2 separate regions of the Danio rerio genome follow, and region 1 is linked to region 2. The links are chromatin contacts, called in public Hi-C maps. All regions are on one chromosome and are shown on one strand. Each heading gives the region's core, a stretch centred on a gene start, on an enhancer-like site or on the middle of the called end of the contact. The rest is flanking DNA. Distances are from core to core; before and after follow the strand shown.

Region 1 (6,650 bases), core at 678-3,177, 180 kb before region 2:
GATAAATAAAGATTCATAAGAAAGAATGTGTGTGTTCATTCATTTACTTTTCGGCTTAGTCGCTTTATTAATCTGGGGTCACCACATTGGAAAGAATCGCCCACTTATCCAGCATATGTTTTACACAGCGGATGCCCTTCCAGCTGCAACCCAGTTCTGGGAAAACCCTATAAATGCTCATTCACACACATAAACTACAGCCAATTTAGCTTATTCAATTCACCTGTACCGCATGTCTTTGGGGGAAACTGGGGGAAATCGGAGTACCCGGAGAAAACCCACAAAAACATGCAAACTCCACACAGATATGTCAACTGACCCAGCAAAGGCTCAAACCAGCAACCATCTTGCTGTGAGGTAATTATGCTACCACTGCGCAACTGTGATGCCAGAATGTGTGTGTGTCTGTAAATTTTGAATGTCTTCATAATGTGAGATGCAAGAAAATATTTGTAATAAATGCTCTTTAACAGGGTTTATAAACATACCTCCATAGAAAAGTATTTCTACTTTTTACTCTTATGATATTTACAGACTTGTAATTTAAAGCGTATCCAATAATTATTAATCGTTTTGTTTCTTGTCCCAAATTTGCTGGAGAATTTCTCACCAGTCAAAATTATTTTAGATACTTTTTGAAAAGTGTTGCACAATTAAAAGAACAACACTCAGATTTATGTATATACATAAAGTAGGAATGACTTGACAAATTTGAGATATGATTTTGAGATATTCAAAACGCATTTAATAGATCTTTAAAAAGTTTTTAGATTTTCAACGTCCATATTAATACCTCAAGGATACATATTAGTAGTACAAAAATGTTCCTCTTAAATTGTTTAGGTACTAATATATGCTTTTGAGGTACAAAAACGGACCCTTTAAGTACAAATGTGTACCTCTTGAAAATGTACCACCCCAGTGAACAGTATGTGTGTCTTATTAGACAAACACATTTTTTCCACTTACTAATTCATGCCCAATTGAGCCTTTCAGTTAAATGTGGGAAGTAGGGTACATCACGTTCTGACAGTAAACAAAAAGGTGTGTATTAGTACAAGCTCTTCTATTACATAAACATGTTGGGCTGGAACAGTAGGAATGTAAGGAAAGAGATTTTGACTATATGAGCATTTCGGATGTGACGTTTGCAGTATAAACTCAAAAAAAAAAAAATCACAAAGAAAGTATATTTTAACATTATATTAAAATATCTCTTTTCGTTTTCTAAAACTACTACCACAGAGTTATGGGATCAAAAAACATCCATCTGTAAACATTTTTTATATTTTTAATGAGGAAAATATGGATGGATATGGATATGACCAAAAAAGTTTGTGAGTTTACAGTATGCAACATAGCCTACTGTGTAGAAACTCTATGAATTGAACTGCACAGGCCAAAAGAGACAGTGCCCATCAAAAGGATAAGAGTCGGTTTGCTATAGAACAAAAAAATATTGATTTGATTTGATTTAAAATGTTTGCATTGAGGAAAAGGCTTTATGAAAGTGACAGATGTGAAATTGCCACTCATGTTACTTTGGTGAATCAAATAGAATTGCAAACAATGACAGAGACAGTTCTGAGTAAGCACTCAATACTTTCTTACACAATAAAATGCATAAACGGATTTACTATTTATGTAAAAACTTGTTTTTTTTCTATTGCAGATTTGGCATTTGCGTGAAATTGCACAAATGTGACATCTTAGCATTCCTTGCTCACTGAACACTTGAGAAAAAAGTACATCATAGTGTTATGTCATGTAAACAGGAACCTCGTCTTTCTCATTTTAGCTTTTGGTTGCAGTACAGTTTTATTGACTGGTGGCGCTGTTGATTTGTTGGCTGTGAACACTGTCAAAAGAGCTGCAAGTTGATTTGTTGAAGGAGTATATGACGTCACGCGCTCCCGCGGAAGTACCGAGTTAGAAAATAGAGGTTATGCTGCATCGAGCACCGCGGGTGAAGGATATTTACATGTAAATACAGTAAGTCATTTGCGCTACTTAATTTATGTACTTTGTTAATTTTAACATATACAGTTTTAATTGTTTGCTGTCCTAGAAAAGACTCTTTCAAACTAGAACATATGTTGTTGACAGTAATGGAATGTTTATGACAGAATGAAATCGTTCTTGTGCTTTAATGAGTATTATTATTATCTTGAGTTTCTAGCAGCTTTCAGAATGCTTAAAAAAGACTTTGAATGATATTATTAAGGATATCATCGTTTCATTAGTTATTTCATAAATATCCACCTGTGATATGTTATGAATGAATGACATGTGAAATGAATGAACCACTGTGTGTGTGTGTGTGTGTGTGTGTGTGTGTGTGTGTGTGTGTGTGTGTGTGTCTGTGTCTGTGTGTGTGTGTGTGTGTGTGTGTGTGTGTGTGTGTGTGTGTGTGTGTGTGTGTGTTTTATTGCAGACAAAACCATTGTTTTAAACAAGAACAAGTCAGCTTTGGTCTATTTTTGCATGACACATTCAGACATTAAAGAGACGTCTAAAACACGTATAAAAATAGATGCTTATTTTATTACTCGTACAGTACTCAGCATAAATTAATACACTCCATTATGAAAATGAATATTTTCAAAATTATCCATTTCTCAGTGAATATGGTATATTGGTGCATACAAACAGATTTATTAAACATATATATGTATTAAAACAATATTTTAGTCACAGAACATCTATCAAAATGGAAAGATAATACATTTTAATTCATGCAAAATATTACATTTTTTTTCTGTTACAAATTTCAACAAACATTTTTAACAAAATTGTATTTATATTTTGTTTCTCCCTATTTTTTGCTATTTTTGAATTTAAAAATATATATATTTTTCTATAACATATACATTTGGGCTACTAATTGTGAACCATATTGTAAGATATTTTGTTAGATTAGCTCCAGATTTGGCTTCAGTACTGACTAAACAAATGTATATACACAAATATAAAATTGTAAAGCATCCTATAGAAAATACTAATTTAAATAAGAGATTTGTCTGGGGGGTGTACTTATATATGCGAGCACTGTATGTGTCTGTTCTGTTGATGTCAGTTACCATACATTAATGTTGTTAGTATTATTCAACTTAAACTCCATCAAACCTTCCAGTTTAATTTATACAGTTGAAGTCAAAATGATTCTCCTCTAATTTTCTAATTCTTTTTCAAACATTTCCGAAGGGATGTTTAAGATGGGGAAGATTTTTCCCCAACACATTTTAAACATAATAAATAACAAATTTACATGAACTAATTTGATTTGTCTTTGCTTGATAACAGTATTTAATATTTTCATTCATTCATTCATCTTTATTTCTATAGCGCTTTTACAATGTAGATTGAGAAGTTCTAGTAAATTGAAACTGTGTCAGTCCAGTTTTCAGAGTTGAAGTTCACTTTAGTTCAGTTCAGTATGGCTTAATTTCCACTGCTGAAAGTCCAAACACTGAAGAGAAAATCCATCGATGCACAGCTCCACAAGTCTCAAACCAAGCAAGCCATTTGGCGAGGAACTTCATTAATTGACGAAGTGATGGAAAAAAAAAACCTTGAGAGAAACCTGCCTTAGTTGGGAATGACCATTTCTCCTCTGGCCTAACTTCTTGTGCTGTGGTTTAGGCGCCAGGGGGTGGAGCTTAAGGTTTTTTAGTTATTGAATAGATTATTAATAAGATAAGATTATTAATTAGATAATTATTATTATTAGTTATTTGAAGTTATTGAATAACAGCGGTTTGTTCTGTATCCAATCAAAAAACAAAACAAAAAAACCCAAATATATATCTTAAGGGGAGGTAATAATATTGAACTTAAACATTGTTTTTTCTTTTTTTGTTTTAGCTAATCTGAAATAAATAATACTTTCTCCAGAAAAAGAGAAGAAATTATAGGAAATACTGTGGGAAAAATCTGTGCTTTCTTAAACATCACTTGGGAAATATTTAAAAACTAATAAAAATTTCACTGGAGGGCTAATAATATCCCCTTTTACAATATATTCATAATGTTTTACAGTGGAGTTTTGTTCATATCTCATTGTTCATATCTCAACCTGGTTTATAAAGCTTTTTTGTTCCTTACAGCATGGTAAAAAGTCATTTGTTTTTATCTGTTCTCAGTTTTTTTATGTTGGAGTGGAAAAAAAAGATCTCTAAAAACCCTTAATAAGCCATCAACATGAATTTTGAAAAGTACAATAAATTAAATTCATTTTATTGGCCAGTCATTTGTGTGCTGCATGCAAAGTTTGTTTATCAAATCAGATGGAACCTTACTATCTTCATCCATACATCTCTACAAACGAATGCAGGAAGACAAGAGTAAAATGCCAACAGCCAATAAAAAAAAAACAATTTCTGCTGGACTTTCAGTCATTTGTGTTTTCAAATCTAAAGGTTTGCACTTTTACATAGTTTTTATTTATTTATTTAGCTCAAAAAGATATATTTTTCTGAGCTTTATTTTAATTTGATCACTATATAATAAAAAAACTGATATAATAGCATTTTTGCAAGTTATTTTGTAAGAAATATCATAATCGCAACGCTCATCAACAATATCACGTCACCCATTTTCTCAGTATGATGCAGCTTTATTATTAAGTCAATATGGAGGTAACTTTTAAATAGGGCTGGGTGCTTTTGACCTAAAATCAAAATCAAAATCTCGATTAATTGAACATTTTAATTCGATTACGAATAATGAACGATTATATCATTTAGGGCTGGGCAATATTCCAAAAAAAATGATAATAAAATTTTGATAATAAAATAAACATAAGTGTTAGAGAGACTCTGAAACTTGATAAATAAAATGTTGCAAAGTGTGTGCAATAGTAATGCGTATACTGAACAATCAAAGCAATCTTTAAAGTAAATCAACACCTGTAAGTTGTGAATAATAACTTTACAGTGAACCTCAATCTCTGTAAACTAAACAAATTATGATAATCAAATCTGAGTTTTCAAGTAAAGGAACTATCAATCATTATTCAAATACACACTGCAACATTACAAATTGTGAAGTTGAATGACTACATTACCCACTACGCTAAAAAAGCTAAAAAGTCACATGTGCGCCACTTGCACAACATGTACCCTTGCTTCCATCAGGCTTTGTCAAAGTTGTGTGCATTTTTAATAAAACTATAGCGCTTCATACCGGATTTTTTTTTATCGATATTGACAATGGTGTTTAGTCAATAAATATTGATACCGATATTATCACCCAGATCTAACTTCATTTATTTATTTTATTTTTCTGCCCTTATAGTTTACTGACAAATTTTGTACAGTAAATATACTTACATATTACAAATCAGAGATTTTAGAATGAAGGGTGCATTACTTAATTTTAAAATAGATGAAGGAAACATACATTATCTACTATCTATGACAATTTTATGAACATCAGTGTTGAACAACTGAAAATAAAACACACATTGCCTGAAATGAACAGTCACTTTTTTTCTTATAAAACAGCAAAAATAAATAACTTGCACTTTTGGAAAAAAAAATATTTTCAATGTTTTTCATGTTAAAAGTAGAAAATAAACAGCATCTCTTCTTAATAAAATAACCTGTATATCATGTAAATAATATTTTAAACAGTGCATTTCTTGCATCTTTTATAAACAAATCATTTAATGGAAATAATCATTTTATTGCCATAAAAAAAATGCCGCCTCAATGCAGCTCTGGCGCAGCTACTAATCATCGTCAATGTACTACAAACGTGTAACGTGTAGTTTTTTTAAGAGGTGGTGTATGTGATCGCACGAAAGCTGCGCCAGACTCTACCAGTGTATTCAACGCAGAAGTATAAATCAGCCTTAACAGAGCAGGGTCACATGACTCCACAGGAGGTAGGGAAAGTAATTTAAAAACTTGATCTGGAAAAATTTGATTAATTATAGGTTCTGAATGTTGATTTCGATTTCTTTTTCGACTAATCACCCAACCCTACTTTCCAAATCCATATCACTCACTCAATTCATGTCTATTACAGAGTACAGCCATGAGCTGAGGCTCCCCAAACCAGCCTTTCTCCATGATGAACGACAAGCTGGTGTTCCTGGGTCTGCTGTACTTCATCCAGGGCATTCCCTATGGCCTGCAGTCGTCCCTGCTCCCGGTTTACCTGCGTGGTGCTGGTCACTCTCTCACCCGCATCAGCCTCACCAAAATCCTCTACTTCCCCTGGGTGCTCAAGGTCCTCTGGGCCCCTCTGGTGGACCGGACAGGCACCAAACGCTGCTGGTTGGTGGGCACAGTGGCGGGTTTGGCCATGACCTGTTTGTTAAGTGCCACCATCACACCCGATGTTCAGTACATGAGTGTCGCAGGCTCTTTGCTTGCAATGAATGTGCTGGCATCTGTACAGGACATAGCGGCAGACGGAGCTGCAGTTCGGCTGCTCCGAGGTCAGGGAGAGCTTGGTCTGGGCAACACGGTGCAGGTGGTGGGCTATAAAGCCGGGTCTGTGTTTGCTGGAGGGGGGCTCCTGGCTGTGATTGATGTTGCAGGCTGGGGATGGATGTTTGCTCTGCTGGCCTGTGTTTACGGTGGTGTCGCTCTGTTCGTTTGGGGAGCCCCGGTGTTGGATGGAGAGCCGGCGCGGGGACAGGG
Region 2 (6,769 bases), core at 1,770-4,269:
CCGAGAGTCTTTCCCTCAAGGAAATGATGTAAAACATGGATGAACACCACATGCTGCCCCTCTGCAGCCACTTCCCCCGAGGCCACTGTCAATCTGGACAATGAGCCACCTAATGGTGACAATCTGCCATTACAGCTGCCCTCTCACCCCAACCCAACCTTCATAAACATGCGCATTTGTCTGCCCCATGCACAATACTGAGCAATACGACTATGATGATCACTGCCTGAAATGTTTGTCTTTATTAAAGAGACATGGATTGTTGACATGCTCACAAGTGCGAGCGCTGAAGATAATCCTCCACCTACACGATGTATTAGTATCACTGTTTAGCATATTCCAACAAGGCTTTGGAATATCATTGGGCTTCATGCCAACTGACAAAACAACATCTTATCGTGTGCATACAGGCGAGATTCACAACAAAGACTTCAAATGGCCTTCCATCTGCAGGCTAAAATTAAAAGACAGCGACATTATCAGCATGTTCACCTGAAGGAATGCCGGAAACAAGGTTTTTTAGGGTATAACTGAGGCAACTGCCAAATATCATCTTAATGATCTGATCAAACTAATACACAACATATAGCGGCATGCAGAGACAAAAGGAAGAACACTGTTGGAGCATTATAAAGCTGTTTTCATTTACAAGAGATTCACAAGCGATGATCATTTAACATTGTTTTTACGCATCTGGCACCCAGACAGCTGGTATCGACGGCAAATATTTATCAGTGTTCTCCAGCTATGCACGGGTGGGTAATGTGTGATAATAAATTAAGTTGCAATGGTGCTCATATCCACTTTAATGAAGCTAATTAAAGAACTATTTAGAGAGAGAGGGAACTACTCTTGGGACAGAAAAGAGCTTCATATCATTAGGAATCAATTATACAAGCCACGTGCATGTGTGTGTGTGGCTCGTTTTTTCCACTCACACACACATTAAAGGAATAGTTCACAAAATAAATGTAAATGACAAAATCGGATGTTGTTACAAAACCAGATTAGTTGCTTTAGTTAAACGAACAGTAATTTGAATATTTAAAGAATAGGGTATATGCAGAGCTAATGTTTCTTCCCATACTGATAAACCTCCGGTGAACGGTTAATGTGACTTTTTCAATTTTATACAGTTGCTTTCAAGAATCAATGTTGTTATGTAATTAAAATATAATCAGTAAATAGACTTCAGCATTCATTGAGTTGTTGAAGTGTAAACCGAGATGAAAAACCGTTTACATGCACACAACCTTCAGGATCATCAGGCGAGCACAAGAAATGCCATTGGAGATACTGGAGTAAAATAAATTCAAATATTTTAAAGACGTGGCAAGGAAAATTTTATTTAATGCAGTGCTTCTTGTACATTCTGAGACCCACTTTATGGAGTATATCATTTAGGCAGTGAAGATCATTGATTTTTAAAGAAAACAGACCTTCCATTTTTAAATTAGCCGATTTTGTAACTGCATGCAGTTCACTAGAAGCATTTGACCCAGGTTACTGACAAAATAAAAGTCCTTCTGAATGCTTTGCATATACCCTATTATTGGTCTTTTTTAAATAATAAACCAGATTAAAAGGATAGTTCACTCAAAACTGAAAATTCTATGAAAAACTAAAAACAAGTTATTTTGAGATAAGCTGGAAACCTGTTACCATTAACTTCCATTGTTTTTATTTCTAATATGGAAGTTTTCGATAATTTTTTCGAGTCTTTTTTTATTCAACATAAAAAAGAAACTAATAAAGATTTGAAACCACTTGAGAGTGAGTGAGTAAATACTGAGTACATTTAGATTTTTGGGGTGAACTATCCCTTTAAGGTTGTCAACCAAAATACACGAATACAAAAATGATCATAAAGTGCTCTCTCTGATTCATAGACTACTGTGGATGAATTGACTGTAAAAACGAACTGTAGATGAATAATCATCCATCCATTGAATGGTTTTGCTTAAAATAGATCTCACAGTGATTTCGTATGATTATGTATAACTTCAAAAGACTTTTATAAAGCATGAGTCATATGCACTACATTTATTGGATGATTTTAGTGCTTGTTTTGTAATTTTATGCTCATATAGGCTATTTTTGATAGATAAAAAGAGTACATTAGAATGTGCATCATTTATTCTTGTTTGATTTCTAAGCAATAACAAAAAATAGTGATTTACTAGATGACTTATGGAAGACAAGCAATAAAATACCACTGAAACATAAAACATCATACCACAGATATTTAGAACACTAATCACAATCTTTCAAACTCTGGTTTTGCCCACTTGTCAATAAGCTTTTAATGACTTACAATATAATTAAATTAAGCACTTTTATTTATTTATTATATATACATTTTATTAAGTGCAACTTAGAAAAAAAAGATTTTTTTGCATTTATGTATCTGTCAATGGAGAATTATTTCATCCATAAATTTTGACATTTAATTTTGATGTTATTTAAAATCTTAAAGTAGATACATGTACTACAATTTGTAGGGATTTACATAAATTGTGGCATTTTATTTTTATATTATTTTTACTCATAAAAAAAGGTGCCATATTTTATGATGTTTATGTTCAGTTGTAGACAACAGTACCTTTTGTGTGTGAAACAACACAGATGTTGAATCACAACATAACCCTAACCCTAACATGACAACAAAAGTTTTAAAGGATAATTATATTAAACAGTAAAAAGAAAGTTAACATTCTTATAGAAAGACTTATAGTATTCTCCCTTTTCTGCAACTGCATATTTAGTTAATTGTTCTCTATATAAAATACTTTTATACAATATGAAAAATAATAAACAATTGAATAAACAATTACAGAACTTTATTTTTAGGTGAACTGCACACAAACTCCCATCGCAAATGTAGTATCAGTATTCTCCCTATAGTCATTTAGTTGTGACTGAGTATGTTGAGTGTGCTAAGCCTCTGTCTGTAGCAGTGAGTCCAGCATGTGTGCAGTATTCGGCAGCTCCTGTCTGTCCTCAGCTAAGCCTGCAGGGCTGAGCTCCTCTTAACCATGGAATCGCCAGCGCTGCACTCCCTCTCTTACGTAACCCTCTGATAGGCCTAACCCTGATGCGTAACACTGACACAGGCAAAGAAGCATCACAGACTCCCAGAACAGCCACATTTGTTCAGTAATACCATCATTTATGAACGTTTACACTCACTTGGATGCTTTGAAATACAGTGCTCAACATAAATAAATACACCCAATATTGAAAATAAATTTTTATATTGCTAATATTTTATTTATATTTAATATTTTATTGATTCTCAGTGAATATAGGTAATGTATTTTGGTTGTTTGAACAAAAAAAATTCAAATTTTAGTCATTGAACATCTTTAAAAACAGAAAGATAATACACTACCTGACAATTCTTGTCGGCTATCCAAGGTTTAGGAACAACTAATAACAACTTGACTTCTAGTTGATCATTTGGTATCATAAGTGGCTTATATGAAAGACAAAGGCCTCTAAATTACGCTTATTTTATCAAAATAAAATATGATAATGCCTTGATTTTAAATGATTTAGTTAGGACAGTAAGGTCTGACTTTGCTTAGACAAAAGCCTTGTTACTTAACAGAAATAAAGTGTTTAGAATATAAAGTCATTGTGCAGTGGAAAAATAATTAATATTTGGTATCACTCCCATGAGCTTGGTGGACTGCATCCATACATCTCTGCAATGACTCAAATAATTTATTAATAGTCATCTGGAATGGCAAAGAAACCATTCTTGCAGGACTCTCAGAGTTCATCAAGATTCTTTAGATTCATCTTCAATGCCTCCTCTTTCATCTTACCCCAGACATGCTCAATAATGTTCATAACCGGTGACTGGGCTGGCCAATCCTGAAGCACCTTGACCGTCTTTGCTTTCAGGAACTTTGATGTAGAGGCTGAAGTATAAGAAGGAGCGCTATCCTGCTGAAGAATTTGCCCTCTCCTGTGGTTTGTAATGTAATGGGCAGCACAAATGTCTTGATACCTCAGGTTGTTGATGTTGCGATCCACTCTGCAGATCTCTCACACAACCCCCATACTGAATGTCACCCCAAACTATGATTATTCCTTCACCAAACTTGACTGATATCTGTGAGAATCTTGGGTCCATGCGGGTTCCATTAGGCCTATACAATACAGACCAATACAGATTAACATATGATTCATCGGAAAACCTTCTGCCACTTTTACAAATGATCAACTAGAAATCAAGTTATTATTTATTCATATTACAATTGGCATCAATGACAAGACTTTTATCAGGTAGTGTACATTTAAATTCATGTGAAATATTGGAGAAAAAAAATACAAACTTCAAAATTTATACATTTTATACATTTATCTAAGGCAGGGGTGTCAAACTCAATTCCTGGAGGGCCGAAGCCCTGCACAGTTTAGTTCCAACCCTGCTCCAACACACTTACCTGTAGGTTTCAAACAAGCCTGAAGGACTCAATTAGTTTGATCAGGTGTGTTTAATTAGGGTTGGAACTAAACTGTGCAGAGCTGCGGCTCTTTTGGAACTGAGTTTGACACCTGTGATCTAAAGTATATGCACAAAGATAATATTGTATAGGTTCCTAAAAAATATATGAATTTAACATATAGATTTGTGAATTTCTGATGTTCACATTTTTTTATAAATGCATTTTTATAAAAAAAAAAAAAAACATGAAAGAAATTTGTAAAAATTCAAAATAAGGATTTGTGATGATCAAAAACAGGTTGAATAAGGTGTAGCTGGAATACTGCATGATGAAATAAATTTCTTGCACGCATATAAACTAGAAAATAAACCTCTGGTCACTTTATACCCATGTTGTGCATCAAAACGTTAAACAGAAAATGAACACGCAAATCTGCCATGGTTTTAGCAACATCCGAAGAGGCTGTTAAATCCGTCGCTAACATCCCTCTAGGATTTTTTTTTTCTATTTACATATTTTATCTCATCCTTTTAGGTTTTTAATCCTGTAAGGAAGTAAAATCAGCACAATGACAAGTGTGCAGCGTTGTTGTATGGATAGGGACGGCGATGACATCATGTCCTGTTGGAGTGTCATGACGGTGTGGATGATCGCTCTGACAGCCAGACTATACAGGCCTCCTACCCACAAACCCAGGGAGACTGTGGTGGTTCTGGCAACAGTGGCGCAGACACGCACATCTCCTTATTTAATATGACAGGTCCACACACACAGGCCCTGTGGCCATTCTCACACAGACACACTCACATCCCAGATACTCATTCAGAACAGAACACTTGCAAAACACTCATGCTCTGAAAATGTCATGACATTTGTTTAGCTTGCGTGAATATTTAAATTTTGACTTGACAATACTTAATTCAGGACTAACACTAGCCTGTTCACACATACAATCACACCGGTGTGATTGGAACGTTATAACGCACGTCATCAGCTGCTCAAATTTAAACCAGACAGCGCACGCTGAGGCACAAAAAGAGGTACGCAGTGCTTGTCATAAATCTAAATTTATTTGTGCTTTCTGCTTTTTTCTAGTTTCAGACATTCAAACACACATAACTACAAACAAAACATACCAATTAAGGTTTGTAAAATACACACAGATGTCTATGGAGATGGCAACAATAATTATTTTTTAATATAACTGGACGATGTGCTTTAAGCCCCTATCAGATGACACAATTTTTATTGTCGGTTGCAAAAGTCGCTATGTCCGATTATGCGATTTTATTTTGTTGATAAATTCTTGACTTGTTGTGGGTAACAAATGTTCCAGTCTACACATTCTTTCATGATCCGTCATCCCGTGATGTCTATGACGAGCAATATTTCCCAAAGCAGTCACAAGTGTTGCTATAACAATATTTCTTATCTTTCAATTTGATTAATTATATTTGAATCTCAATAAACACTGATGCTTGCTGGCAACTAATTACTACATTATTTGAGTTCACTCGTTACGACATGGATAGGATCAAACCTATGATTCCTTTTTAATAATAAGATATGTTCTTTGAGATTTAAATGTATATTTTCCTGCCAAGGGTTTCTTATTAAACACTCCCCCGCCTGAACTTGCCGCGAGTGAGATGGAGAAAATAAAAGTACTTAAGCAGCAGCAAGGTAAAGTCAGATGCTTAAGACATAATCTTTAAAATCTTGACATATTAAAAAAATTGCAAATATATAACTGAGATTTGTGATACAATCACTGTGAAGCATTCATTAAATTCTTATTTTCCACAGAGCTAAACAAATCATCCACACGCACAGTTAAGTAGTGGAGGGGCTCAAACAAAAATATAGTTTGAATATTTCTCATGGAAAATATTTTTGAAAGAAATTTTGTTTGCTAGAATTTTTATTGTAATTTTAATGTAACTTTTGTTGGTCAGTTAATTATAAACAAGAATGACGAATAATTGAGGTGATGGGCTTCAAAACAAGTCCCCTATATGTGCCAAAACACGAATTGCCATGAGATTGTGTTGGTTTGTGAAATAAAATAGTAATCTAGCTTAAAGAAATTATAAAAATTAGAAAAACCTATATTAAACTGTTATTACTATTAATGACACATTTGAACAAGCAGGACTGGCTTTTGCAATGTATTTGCAGCACAGAACATGTTTCCAGATTACCTCAGTAGAATTAAATTTGTTGTAAAGCTGAGAGAACTCAGAAACCCGTTGTGAGAATGGAGATGTCTGCATGTTTGTGCCAGTCTATCTGATAAAATTGCTTTAAAAACC

The links. Hi-C and Micro-C count contacts between places; a contact is called where the count stands out from the background.
Region 1: a Hi-C map of an unstated tissue shows a contact between it and region 2, with 4 times the contacts expected there. The contact joins the promoter of mfsd3 here to the enhancer-like site in region 2. A contact is called at or near these places in 4 of 18 Hi-C or Micro-C datasets (caudal fin, embryo and an unstated tissue).

Annotation. Positions count from the first base shown.
Region 1 is chr5:26,185,711-26,192,360 of GRCz12tu, reverse strand. mfsd3 (major facilitator superfamily domain containing 3) reads left to right here and starts at 1,927. Exons shown (of 6, transcript XM_002661995.8): 1 at 1,927-1,992; 2 at 6,031-6,650. The coding sequence starts at 6,073. It overlaps anxa1a (annexin A1a), which reads left to right. Exons shown (of 13, transcript NM_181758.1): 13 at 1-26.
Region 2 is chr5:26,003,096-26,009,864 of GRCz12tu, reverse strand. No RefSeq gene overlaps it. Among named protein-coding and RNA genes, the nearest start is that of rorb, 11 kb to the right of the region's middle. Within about 2 kb of position 3,019, at least 4 of the 62 cell types and tissues checked have an H3K27ac peak or open chromatin away from gene starts, as enhancers often do.